Linked DNA regions of Sus scrofa: regions 1 and 2 are each linked to region 3. Evidence: chromatin contacts called from public HiChIP or PLAC-seq and promoter capture Hi-C data. All regions are on one chromosome and are shown on one strand. The core of a region is the stretch at or near the end of the contact, and the rest is flanking DNA. Distances in the headings are between cores, read along the strand shown. Region 1 holds the start of ADGRE5 (adhesion G protein-coupled receptor E5). Region 2 holds the start of PKN1 (serine/threonine-protein kinase N1). Region 3 holds the start of CC2D1A (coiled-coil and C2 domain containing 1A).

The links. Promoter capture Hi-C pulls out the DNA fragments that hold promoters and counts their contacts. HiChIP or PLAC-seq counts read pairs in DNA pulled down with a chosen protein or histone mark.
Region 1: a promoter capture Hi-C map of liver shows a contact between it and region 3, with 2.4 times the contacts expected there. The contact joins the promoter of ADGRE5 here to the promoter of CC2D1A in region 3. A contact is called at or near these places in 1 of 5 promoter capture datasets (liver) and 1 of 47 Hi-C or Micro-C datasets (epiblast stem cells).
Region 2: an H3K27ac HiChIP or PLAC-seq map of alveolar macrophages shows a contact between it and region 3. The contact joins the promoter of PKN1 here to the promoter of CC2D1A in region 3. A contact is called at or near these places in 1 of 5 promoter capture datasets (liver) and 1 of 2 datasets of contacts at active chromatin or transcription factors (alveolar macrophages).

Annotation. Positions count from the first base shown.
Region 1 is chr2:64,860,293-64,863,478 of Sscrofa11.1, forward strand. ADGRE5 (adhesion G protein-coupled receptor E5) reads right to left here and starts at 1,804. Exons shown (of 18, transcript NM_213925.2): 1 at 1,663-1,804. The coding sequence starts at 1,702.
Region 2 is chr2:64,823,161-64,826,764 of Sscrofa11.1, forward strand. It overlaps PKN1 (serine/threonine-protein kinase N1), which reads right to left and starts at 1,792. Exons shown (of 22, transcript XM_005661233.3): 1 at 1,565-1,792. The coding sequence starts at 1,585.
Region 3 is chr2:65,250,814-65,254,185 of Sscrofa11.1, forward strand. CC2D1A (coiled-coil and C2 domain containing 1A) reads right to left here and starts at 1,664. Exons shown (of 29, transcript NM_001243031.1): 1 at 1,367-1,664; 2 at 1-13. The coding sequence starts at 1,426. It overlaps C2H19orf57, which reads left to right and starts at 31. Exons shown (of 8, transcript XM_021083707.1): 1 at 31-1,210.

The DNA.
Region 1 (3,186 bases), core at 554-3,053, 390 kb before region 3:
CCTCTCCCTCCCATAAGGATTTCTCTCTTCCTCTTCCTCTTCATAGGGCTTGGTTCATATCCCTTTCAGCCAGGGCCTGGTTCCTCTTTGCAGGAATGACCTTTCCTGCCTGATAGGAGAGGACCTGGGCTGATTCGTCCCCAGCTCCCTAAAATCCCCAGTAGCAACTTTTATGCTCGCAACTACCCTAGGAGGTTGGCTGTGTTTGTGCCCATCCTGCAGCTGGACAGATTGTGGCCTGGAGCCCAGAAAAGGCTCAGGAAGAATCTAGTGAACAGAGTTAGCCTGAAGAAGGTGGAATGGAGCAGGTCAAGGTCCCCAGACCCTGCGGGGGGGTGGGGGGGTGGGAGAGCTCTTTTGTGCCTTGTGCACTTTGCCCTCTGCCAGAGCTAGGCTGGGCTCTGCTCTCCAACCACGGAGGCTTCCTAGACCAGGAGTTCTTCATCTGGGTCCTTGGAATTCTCCCAAACAGGAGCCGAGAGAGGAGCTGCTGGTCTTCTCCCAGTTCCATCTGGTTTGCATTCCCCCTGCCCAGCCCCAAGCAGTAAGATTCCTGGGGTGGGGGGCGGGGCAGTCATCCTCTCTTTGCTCCTCCAGCTAAGGACCCCTCAGACCCACCAGTGAAGTAATAATAACAATAATAGTGTTTACTTAATTCTTCCTGCAAACCAGGAATAGTTCCTGTATACGCACTCACTTAACCCTTAACACAACCTTATAAAGTAAAGAGCGGTTTTGCCTCATTTTGCTGAGGTGGAAAGTGAGACTCAGGGGCTCCCAGATTTGGCTCCAGTAACACACCGCCTTCCCCCCCTTCCCCCGCCCCAGCTGCTCAGTGTGCCCCACATAGACACCAATTCCTTGCTTAGAGCCCGCCCAGGGCCACTGAGTTCACGCCTGCTGCCCACAGGGTCATCACAGGGAACCCCCGCCCTTGTGGCCTGGGGAAACTCTGGATGGTACCCCAAATGCCATTTCTTCATTCTCTTTGTTGTTTGGTTGCTCAGGCAACGAGCTGCCCAGATAACCGTTAGAGCCACCCTGGGTGGGGCGGGAAGGGAGGCCCAGGGGAAGTCATAGTAAAAGTCAGGTTCAAACCTTCAGAGGGCAAAAACTCCTTTCAACCCACAGCTGGCTCCCAGCTGGGTCTCCAGAGCAAGAATGAGGGTCTTCTCTGGGGCTGCCCCTGCCACTGAGACAGTGTGGGAGGTGATGGGGGTACCTCCGCTGTGGAGAAGTCCCGCCTCCCGGCCTCCAAGCCCCCCAGCATCCCCTTATGCCCGATGTTAAGAGCAGCTGTCCGCGGGGCTCCCGCATTTAGTTTTTGCCCCTCTCCTTTCCCCAAACCTCAGTTTTCCCACTTCAGGGGCAACCCCGCAAAGTGGCTCCAGTAAAGAGGTCAGAGATTTCTCTGGGAGAGAGGGAAGGCTCTTAGAGCAGTCTGGGGAATCCTGCCACTGGGTGCAGGTGCCCGGCACTGCCAGCCCCTCTCCCCACGTGCCCTCAGTGCCCGCCTGGCCATGCGGCTTCCTCCGAGGCTGGCCCCAGAGCGACCTGGGGCGCATTTCTCCACGGGGAAGAGGACGCCTGGACACCGAGAGCTGCTGCCAGGGGCTCCCTCGCTGCCTGTCCCGCCCCACAACAGGGCCCCGAAATTCTCACCATGAAAGAGGAGAAAGACGCCGTGGTGGGGGCCTCCCATGATCTGAGCTGCCAGTGGGGGGAGCAGGTGACAAGGCAGGGCTGCTCTGTGTCCCCAGGCTGGGCAGCTGTGCGGGCTTTCTCGAGGGCCGCCGGGCCTTTATAAGAGGGGGTGGGGAGGCAGCCGCTGGCCCAGGGCCCTCCCCGGAACTGGCGGGGCAGCTGGAAGCCAACAGGAAAGTGCAGTAAAAACACAGACCCAGGGACGCTGCGCGCGCGAGCGCGCGCGCACACACACACACACACACACACACACACACACACACACGAGTCATATGCAGTATTGAGGTGCAGCCTGCCCTTGCAGCATCTGACAAGCTCTCTGGCCCCTGTGTTCAACAGCTGGCTGATCCCAGGGGCAAAAGGGGGAGTCTGGCCCAGGACCCGCTTGGCTTTTCTGGGCAGGAGGCATTTGGACTGCGGAGGGTGGAGTCACTGCTGACATAGCTTGGGGCACCCAAGTTGGGGACTATTCTGTGCTTGCTCTCCATGGCCAGCTCTGGAGCTAACAGGACCTTCCTCCTCTTTTTCTTGATGAGGAAACTGAGGCACAGAGAGGCCAGAGTCCAGACAGGAGCTAGGGGAGCACAAAGGGGCCCTTCATGGATGCCAGGCAGGCACCTAGAAAACTGCAGGACCCCAGGGCCACTGTGCTCCTGGAGCTGGTCATTCTGGGCCAGACTTTTGCCTGGTGGGAAACTCATATTTTGGCAGTTCATGGGTACTGCATTAATCAACAGTGAATCACATGACAGGAGAGTTGTTTCCTTTTCAAATAAGTCATGTGACCAGCTTATCTCCGAAGCTATTTAATAATTCTTTTTTTAAAAAACTCTATTATTTACAAAGCACTTATTATCTGAGCCAGGCCTGATTCTCCTAAAGTTCTCTATTTTTAACTCATTTACGCCTGGAAATACCTTCGAGGCAGGTGTTGCTATGATTCCCATTTTGCAGAAGGGGAAGTTGAGGCACAGCTAACAAGTGGCTGAGCAGAGATCTAAAAGGCAGGCAGCTCAGTCCCCAGGCCCCTGCTGATGAGCCCAGGACCCAGGACAAAGTCTCTATTGGGGGCGAATGTGTCTTTAACACCTTGGTGGCGCTGGGGTATATCCAGTTAGAATCCGTGGTTTTATGTTCCTGGCGTTATTATTTATTTTTAAGTTTACAGACTATTTCGGGCAATGAGAAGGGTTTTCCAATTAGGACATACATATAACTGTTCTCTCTCTCTCGGTTTTTTTTTGTCTTTTTAGGGCTGCACCCATGGCATATGGAGGTTCCCAGGCTAGGGGTTGAATAGGAGCTGTAGCCGCTGGCTTATACCACAGCCACAGCAATGCCATATCTGACCCATGTCTCTCACCTATACTACAGCTCATGGCAATGCTGGTTCCTTAACCCACTGAGTGAGGCCAGGGATTGAACCTGCATCCTCATGGATACTAGTCAGATTTGTTTCTGCTGCACCACTATGGGACCTTC
Region 2 (3,604 bases), core at 542-3,041, 430 kb before region 3:
TGGCCTGGCCTTGAAGAATCCCTGCTCCCCCAACTTCCAACATAAAGCAGGAGATCTCAGGTCCAGAGGGCCCACCTCCCAGAATTCCTCTCTTCCCAGAGTGGCCAGGGACCTAGACCCCATGTCCGGAGATTTCAATGCTTTGGGCGTTTCCGGAATCTGGACAGGACATCCGTTCGCCGGACACAGAACAGACAGGCACACACTGGGACAGACAGAGGGACAGATTGGCAGACCCAAGCAGCCACAAGAAAGGGATGATCAGGACGGGGGTGGGGGTGGGGGAGAGCAGGCAGGACATGGGAAAGGGGACCAGGGCACAGGTCCGGCCTCGTTCCAGGAATTATAGCTTCTGTCTGGGTCATGTCTGCTACACGCCAAGCGCATGCATGCGCCAGGGGATTCCTAAACAGCTCTCCCAGAGCTGAGGGGTAGAGGCAGGGACCCCGGCCCTCCCCAGCCCCAAGATCTGACCTTGTGTGATCTGCAACACCAGATACGCCCAGCTCCTCGGCAAGGCTGGCAGGCCATCAGCAGGACTGGGGTGGGGGCACAGGGGGTCATGGGGGGAGAGACACGGAGGGATATGGGGGCAGGTGCAGAAGGAGACGAGAACCCAGTTACACAGCAACCACAGGACGATGGAGGGATGTTGAGGCACTAATAGGAGCACCAGAGGTAGAAGACGTCTCAGATTTGGGTCACTGAACCAAAGAAGGTCAGAAGTCACCCTGGCCCTGATTGTTAAAGATGGAGAAGGTGAGTCCAGGGCTGTGATGTCCACAAGGTGGCACAAGGAGAAGCTGGCTGGGGCAGCAGGTTGGTGCTGGTCACCTGTGCCTCTGTGTCTGTATATTTGTGTGTTTGCAGGGGTGATCCAACCCTGCCACCCATGCTCAGGTCAGATTCCAGGTATAAGAAAATCCCCAGTCTGGACCTGGACATTCCCCACCTGGGATAAGGTTCCACCTGGCAGCCAGAAGGCTGGCTGGGTGAGTTCCCCATTCTGCGATCTAATGAGGCGACCCAGGCACTTCCGCCAACAGGTGCCAATCTGGGTGGCGTCGGGACCATCATAAAGCTCTGTCTGGAAGCTGGGGCCACTGGAGCTTTGTTGTGTAGGGGAGGGGAATGGGCCGGGCAGCCTCCTCCTCTCCAGGGGCACAATGCCAGACACCTGCCCAGGTGGAGCGGCACCTGTCTGGAACCGAACGCTGAGGAGGGAGAACAAGTGGCAGGGGGCACCAGGCACCAGGATGCACAGCCGGCCACAGACACCCGAAATGGAGCCTCTGCCGCGCCCCCTCTAATTCTCGGGGAAGGGAGGAGCTTGAGGATGCTGTGGGACCTCCCCGCTGCCCCCTCTGTGAGGACCTCCACCTGCGGAGGAGACTGTGGGAGCCCCACCGTGCCGGCCCAGGGAGAAAGCGCCCAGCGCTCGGGGGCGAGGTGAGGGGGAGGGAGGCCGCCCTTACTGCCCCATCCCGGGGGCCCCGGGAGCGTGCGGTCGGGGGTCCCTAGTGCCCGCTGGCCGCCAGGCGGCTGCGGTCGCAGGTGCGCCTACCTGCACAGCGTCGCTGGCCATGTCCACGCGCCACCCGCCAGGGGTCCCCGCGCGGAGGGAGGGGCGGTGAGAGGAGCGCGCGTGCGCCCCGCGCGGGGCGGGGAGGGGGCGGGCGCGGCGCGACCCCCCGGCGCACAGCCGGCTCAGGCCTGCTTTGCTCGGGCCCCGCCTGGCCAGGCCGCCGCGTCCGCGCGCCGCGCCCTCCGGCCCCAGCGGCCGCCGGGCCGGGTCACGTGACCGCGGAGGTCGGCGCCCGGGGAGGGGGCGGGGCCGAGGGGGTGCGGCTCCCGGCGGCCCCTGGGGCTGCGGGGTCCTGCCTGCCGGACACCTCCCCTCATCTGCCGAAAGTACTTTGTCTGCTTCCCCCGCTTTTTCCCCTTTCTGGATCCTCTCGCTGCCCACCGATCCCCCATTTGAGCGCGGGGGAAACCTAAGAAAAGAGTGAGCCACGTTAAAGCGGGGAGCGGTGGAGGCCTTTGGGCCTCTCTGGGCCTCTCAAAAAACAAAAACAATTTATCCCCCTCTGTGTTGCAAGTTCAGGCCTCTTGGACTGGACATTCAAGGGCATTGGAGCTTCCCCATAGGGCTGAAGACAAGATTTGGGCAGACCTAGCTCCGAATCCCAGTGCCCAGTGCCTTGGGGGAGTCCGAAAACCCTGAGAGCAACGTTTGTGAAACGGGAAGGATTTAGCTACCCATTCCTTAGATGTCGATAGCATTAAGACAGTACATGCCAAGTGCTGGGAGCACAGTAGGTGGTTAAGAAAGGTTAGCTGCTGTGATTTTAATATTTTGCCTTTGTTATGAAAAGAGAATTGAACCCTAACTCCGTCACTGACTTGTGGGCCCTCCGGCCGCTGAGCCTCACTTCTCCCTGTTGTAAAATGGGGACCAGCCTCTCTGGGGCTTCTGCATGCAGGTGGCTCTCCACAAAGCACATTCGAGCCCCAGCGGAGGCAGAGGGTGGAGACCGTTGAGGAGCTTCGCTAGGGTCTCCTGGAGTACCTGGAGCGTGCAGCTTGGCTTCTGGCCGACCCTGCACTCCCTTTCAGACCCGGTTGACGGAGCCAAGTCACGATCCCTGGGGCGCGGGGCGGGGAGCGCTCCCTGGCGGCGCCTCAGCATGGGTGTCCTCCTGGGACACGCAGGAGCACGGAGGGCTGCTGGTACCTTGGTTACTCGAAGCTGTGCTTGGTTCGCATTGTCCCAGAGATCCGGGCGCGATGTTTTCTCTTTCCCTTCTTACCTTGGGCGACTCTTTGAGACTGGGTGGTGGTAATGGTTAACAGAGGAGGAGGAGAAATTATACCAACTAGAATCCAACCACTTCTCACACTTACACCGTCTCTAAAGGTTCGGTCCTCATTGTTGTTCACCTGGACCAGTGCAGTCGCCTCCTCTCACACAGAGCCTCCCTCCGTCCCCATAAAGCCCTAGGACGCCTATGAATGCCTGAGTCAGGCCATGTCCCTCTTCTGCCTAGATCCCTCTTTGGCTCCCACCTTCCTCAGAGTAAAAGCGAAGTCCTACCTGCAGCCCACAAGGCCCTGCGCAATCTGCCCCCTTCAGCTCCCCCCTCTCTTCTCCCACCTCTACCTCTTGCTCACTCCCTCCAGCCACACCTGCTTCCTAGCAATTCCTCGAATTTTTAATCCACTAAATTAAAGAAACTTTCGAGCTAGTTCTTTTGCTCTTGATTTAAATATGAGGAAACTGAGGCTCAGAGAGAAGCCTCTCACTCCATTTATGAAGTCAGGATGTTTATGGTGCTTGCTTGTTTTCTTCTGATTCTCCAGCCCACCCGTTTTACAGATGGAGATGATGGGGCAAGCAAGGCTGAAAGTCAGCCCAGGAACTGGGCCACCTTATCCAGGGATGGGCCCTCTGCCGTCTGCCAGGTTCCAGGCTGCCTCCCTGGATGGAGTGGGGAACCCTGCCAAATTTTCACGCCAACCTTCCAGCATTCATTTACTCAGTGAATATTTATCGATGCCCGCTGGGGACTTTGGTGGCACTGGGAACAGAGTCACACTCTGGGCT
Region 3 (3,372 bases), core at 414-2,913:
CCAGCAGGCCCAGCTGCAGGAAAAGTGGGGGTCCAGTCAGACTTTGGGATGCATCCCAACTGGCCAGAGGCAGCTATGACCAACCTGGAGTCCCCTTGGGAGGAAGGGAACCCAGGGCTCCTGGGGAAAGCCATTTCCCTGAGGAGTGCCACGAGGCTGGAACAGGCCCAGAACACAACAGGTGCCCCAAGATGGGTCAGGCCCATTGGCACAGATCAACATGGGACAAAGGGCAGGTGGAGAAACCCAGCTGTCTGCTCTGAGCCTGCAGTCATGATGCGCTGCTAGCCAAGTTCAGTCGGGAAAGAAGGGCCCACACCCTGCCCCAAAGCAAAGCCACTCTGCACACCTGGCCTTTTGCTTTCCAGCATCTTCAGCAGAGACAGCCATGCAGGAAGGTTGGAGGCATTGAGAGTAAAGAGAAAACCCAAACAACGCAGAAGTTGAAAGCGGGGCCTTTGCCACATAACATACCTGTCTTCCTATCCTATTCTGGTTAATGACTAATCATGATGTGCTAATATTAGGCTGAACTACACAAAATTACCTTTTCTGTGGGTCAAACATGGCCAAATATGGTCAATTTTATATGGCTCTACCTAAGAGTAATAATGATGATGACAACACTTATTGAGTGCCATGTTCCAGTACATTCCATAAACAATCTCAAGGAATTTTCACAGCTATCCTGTAACATAGGGCCTCTTAAGGCCTCCATTTTACAGATGAGGAAACTGAGGCTTAGAACTGTGAAGTCCAATGTGCAGAAGCCAGGAGGCAACTTCAGGTGAGCCAGACTCTGATATCTGAGCACTAAGTTATGGCTCTAGTTCCTTACAGCAAAGCTCAGAAAAAAATCAAACTCTCCCAAAGGAGATGAAGAGAGGAAGAAAGGGCCCAAGCACAGTCCTGTGGGCTCATGGCAGCGGCTCTGGATTTGCACTTAGTTCTGGCCAAGCAACTTAGCTCTGCCCTGTGACCTTGGGCAGGTGTCTTCTTCTCTCTGGGCCTCAGCGTCCCCATCTGCACAATGGGGATAAAGAGTCTGACCTGGCCCGACTGATGAGAGGGTTCCATCAGTGCTCAGGCCAAGAGGGTAATAACTGCCTTTCTTACTCCAGGTCCGAGGCCTTCCCCTCCCCGACAGTAGCTGCCACGGCAACAGGTGGCCCTAATCCCTGAGCGGGGCATAAGGAGCTGGGGAGACGAAGTAAGTAGGCCCCATTTTGGGGGTTGACGCTAACCTGAGGGGGCGGGGACCGGGGCTCACCTGGGGGTGGAGATCTGACTCCTCTAGGGGGTGGGGCCCTACCTTGGACAAGGGTGGGAAGGGTTCTCTCGGCCCGGCCGTGGAGTACAGACTCACCTGGCGAGCGGTGGCGGCACCTCGGCCTGGAGGTCCCGAAGGTCCCTTCTTCTTGTGCATCTCCCAAGCTGGATACTCGGACCACCGGCCCCCTGGCCTGGCCTTGCCCGGCCTTCTCCCCCGGGGCCTATGGCCGCGCACGCGCCCTTCCTGAGTCCCGCGCCCCTCGTTGGCACCCCGCGACCGCCGACCGCGTACCCTCTGCCCCTCAAGTGGCCGCCCTACTTCCGCCTCGGCCCTTGGGCGCCGCGGCACCTGAGCACAGCAACTGGACTTGCCGGGCCCGCCGCACTGAAACTACAACTCCCGGCAGGAAGTGCGCGAGCGCGCACGCGCTGCCTCAGGGGTAGTGGGAGGTACCACGGGTTGCTCAGGAAAGAGGCGGGCGTACGCGAGTGAGAGGGGCGGTGCTGGCATCGCACATGCGCACGACGGGGCTTCATAGTGCGCGGGAAAGAGGCGGAGCGTTTGCCGGTGTGAGGCTTGGCAGCGGCACCCTGGTTCGTGGCTTTGCGCGGCCACTTGTGAGCTCTAGTCTCTCTTGGCGGTCCTGGTCTGGGCATTTCTTACTTTTTGGTGGCCTGGGTAGGGTTCGTGTGGCCTAGTCACCGGAAGCTGGGTCCAGAGCACTCGGGCCTCGGATCCTCAGCTACTCGACCTCTGTTTGGGCCAACTCTGCCTTTTATTTTCTCAAAAATTTTTTCGCAAATAATTTAACCGAGTTATCCCCAGCAGTTCCAGGTAGACCTCCTCAGTTCCCGATAAGGACAGAAGGACCTTGACTTCTCTGGCCCAGGTCGGTTTTGTCTTCACAGGCCCTCTAGGCTGGAAGGAATTGACCTGTGAAGACTGCTGCCGTTCCAAGGCCCCAGGCATCCCCTGAAGGCCCCCTCTTAAAGGACCCCCAGGTGGCCCCTCTAAAGCACTTAAATGACTCCAAAGTGTACTAGGTGTCACTTCAAAAGACCCGGGTGGAGAGAGGGGGCTTCACACAGGCTACCCCATCTTAGATACTGAAAGGGGACATCCCAGGGCTTCCCATGGCCCCAGCCCCCAACCCGCTATCTGCAGGATGAAGGCATTTTAATTCTTAGCCTGCCACAGCCCAAGGTAGCTATGACTCCCACCCTATGTTCCCCTGCCCAGTTGACCCCTGGGGCAGCCAGATGGGCCCAAGTGGGGGTGGGGTGGCCTCAGCCAAGGCCACTGTGTCTGTACCGAGTTAGGAACTGGTTGTAATGACGAAATCTGCTCCTTTTCAGATTTCTCTAGGGAGGGATAAAATGAGTAAGAGGAAGAAGCTTCGGACCTCAGGTATTTGGATGTTCAAGTTGGCACTTCTTTATTGCTTCTTCTGCTTATAGGAGGAATGTGGGTTTATGGCAGAAATGCTAGCATGACCAGACCAAGCTCCTGAGCAACAATGACCTAATACATGCTACTAAGAAAAATGTAAATTATGGAGAAGTGCTTGCAGTAAAAAGTGAAAGCTTTGTGGAGCTTCCTCCAGCCTCTAGTGGGATCCCACAGCCTTGGGAAGATCCACTAGGCTTCAGGAAAGGGATACAGCCTCTATGCTGCCCACTCTCAGAGATGACCTGTGAGTAGAGCTTGACATGCTTCAAGCTTAGCATCTGGTGCTAAGTGCTTCACTCTCAAAACAAAACCCTGAGTTCATCTCACTGTGTGATGGCAGAAGACTTACTCTGTATCTCACTTTCCTCCTCTGGAAATAGAGGACCTACCCTTTCCTTTAGAACAGGGACTCTCAAGCTGTCAAGGGGAGCATTTGGCAATGTCTAGAGGCATTTTTGTTTTTCATAACTGGTGTGTGTGTTTGCCAAGGGGCTGTGGCCATTTAGTGGATCTAGGCCAGGGATGCTGCTCAAAAATCATACAATGCGTAGGACAGCCCCCACAACACAGAATGACCTATCCCCAAATGTCAGTAGTACTCTAAATGGCAACAGTGCCACAGTTGAGAACTATGCCCTAGAGCTCACATG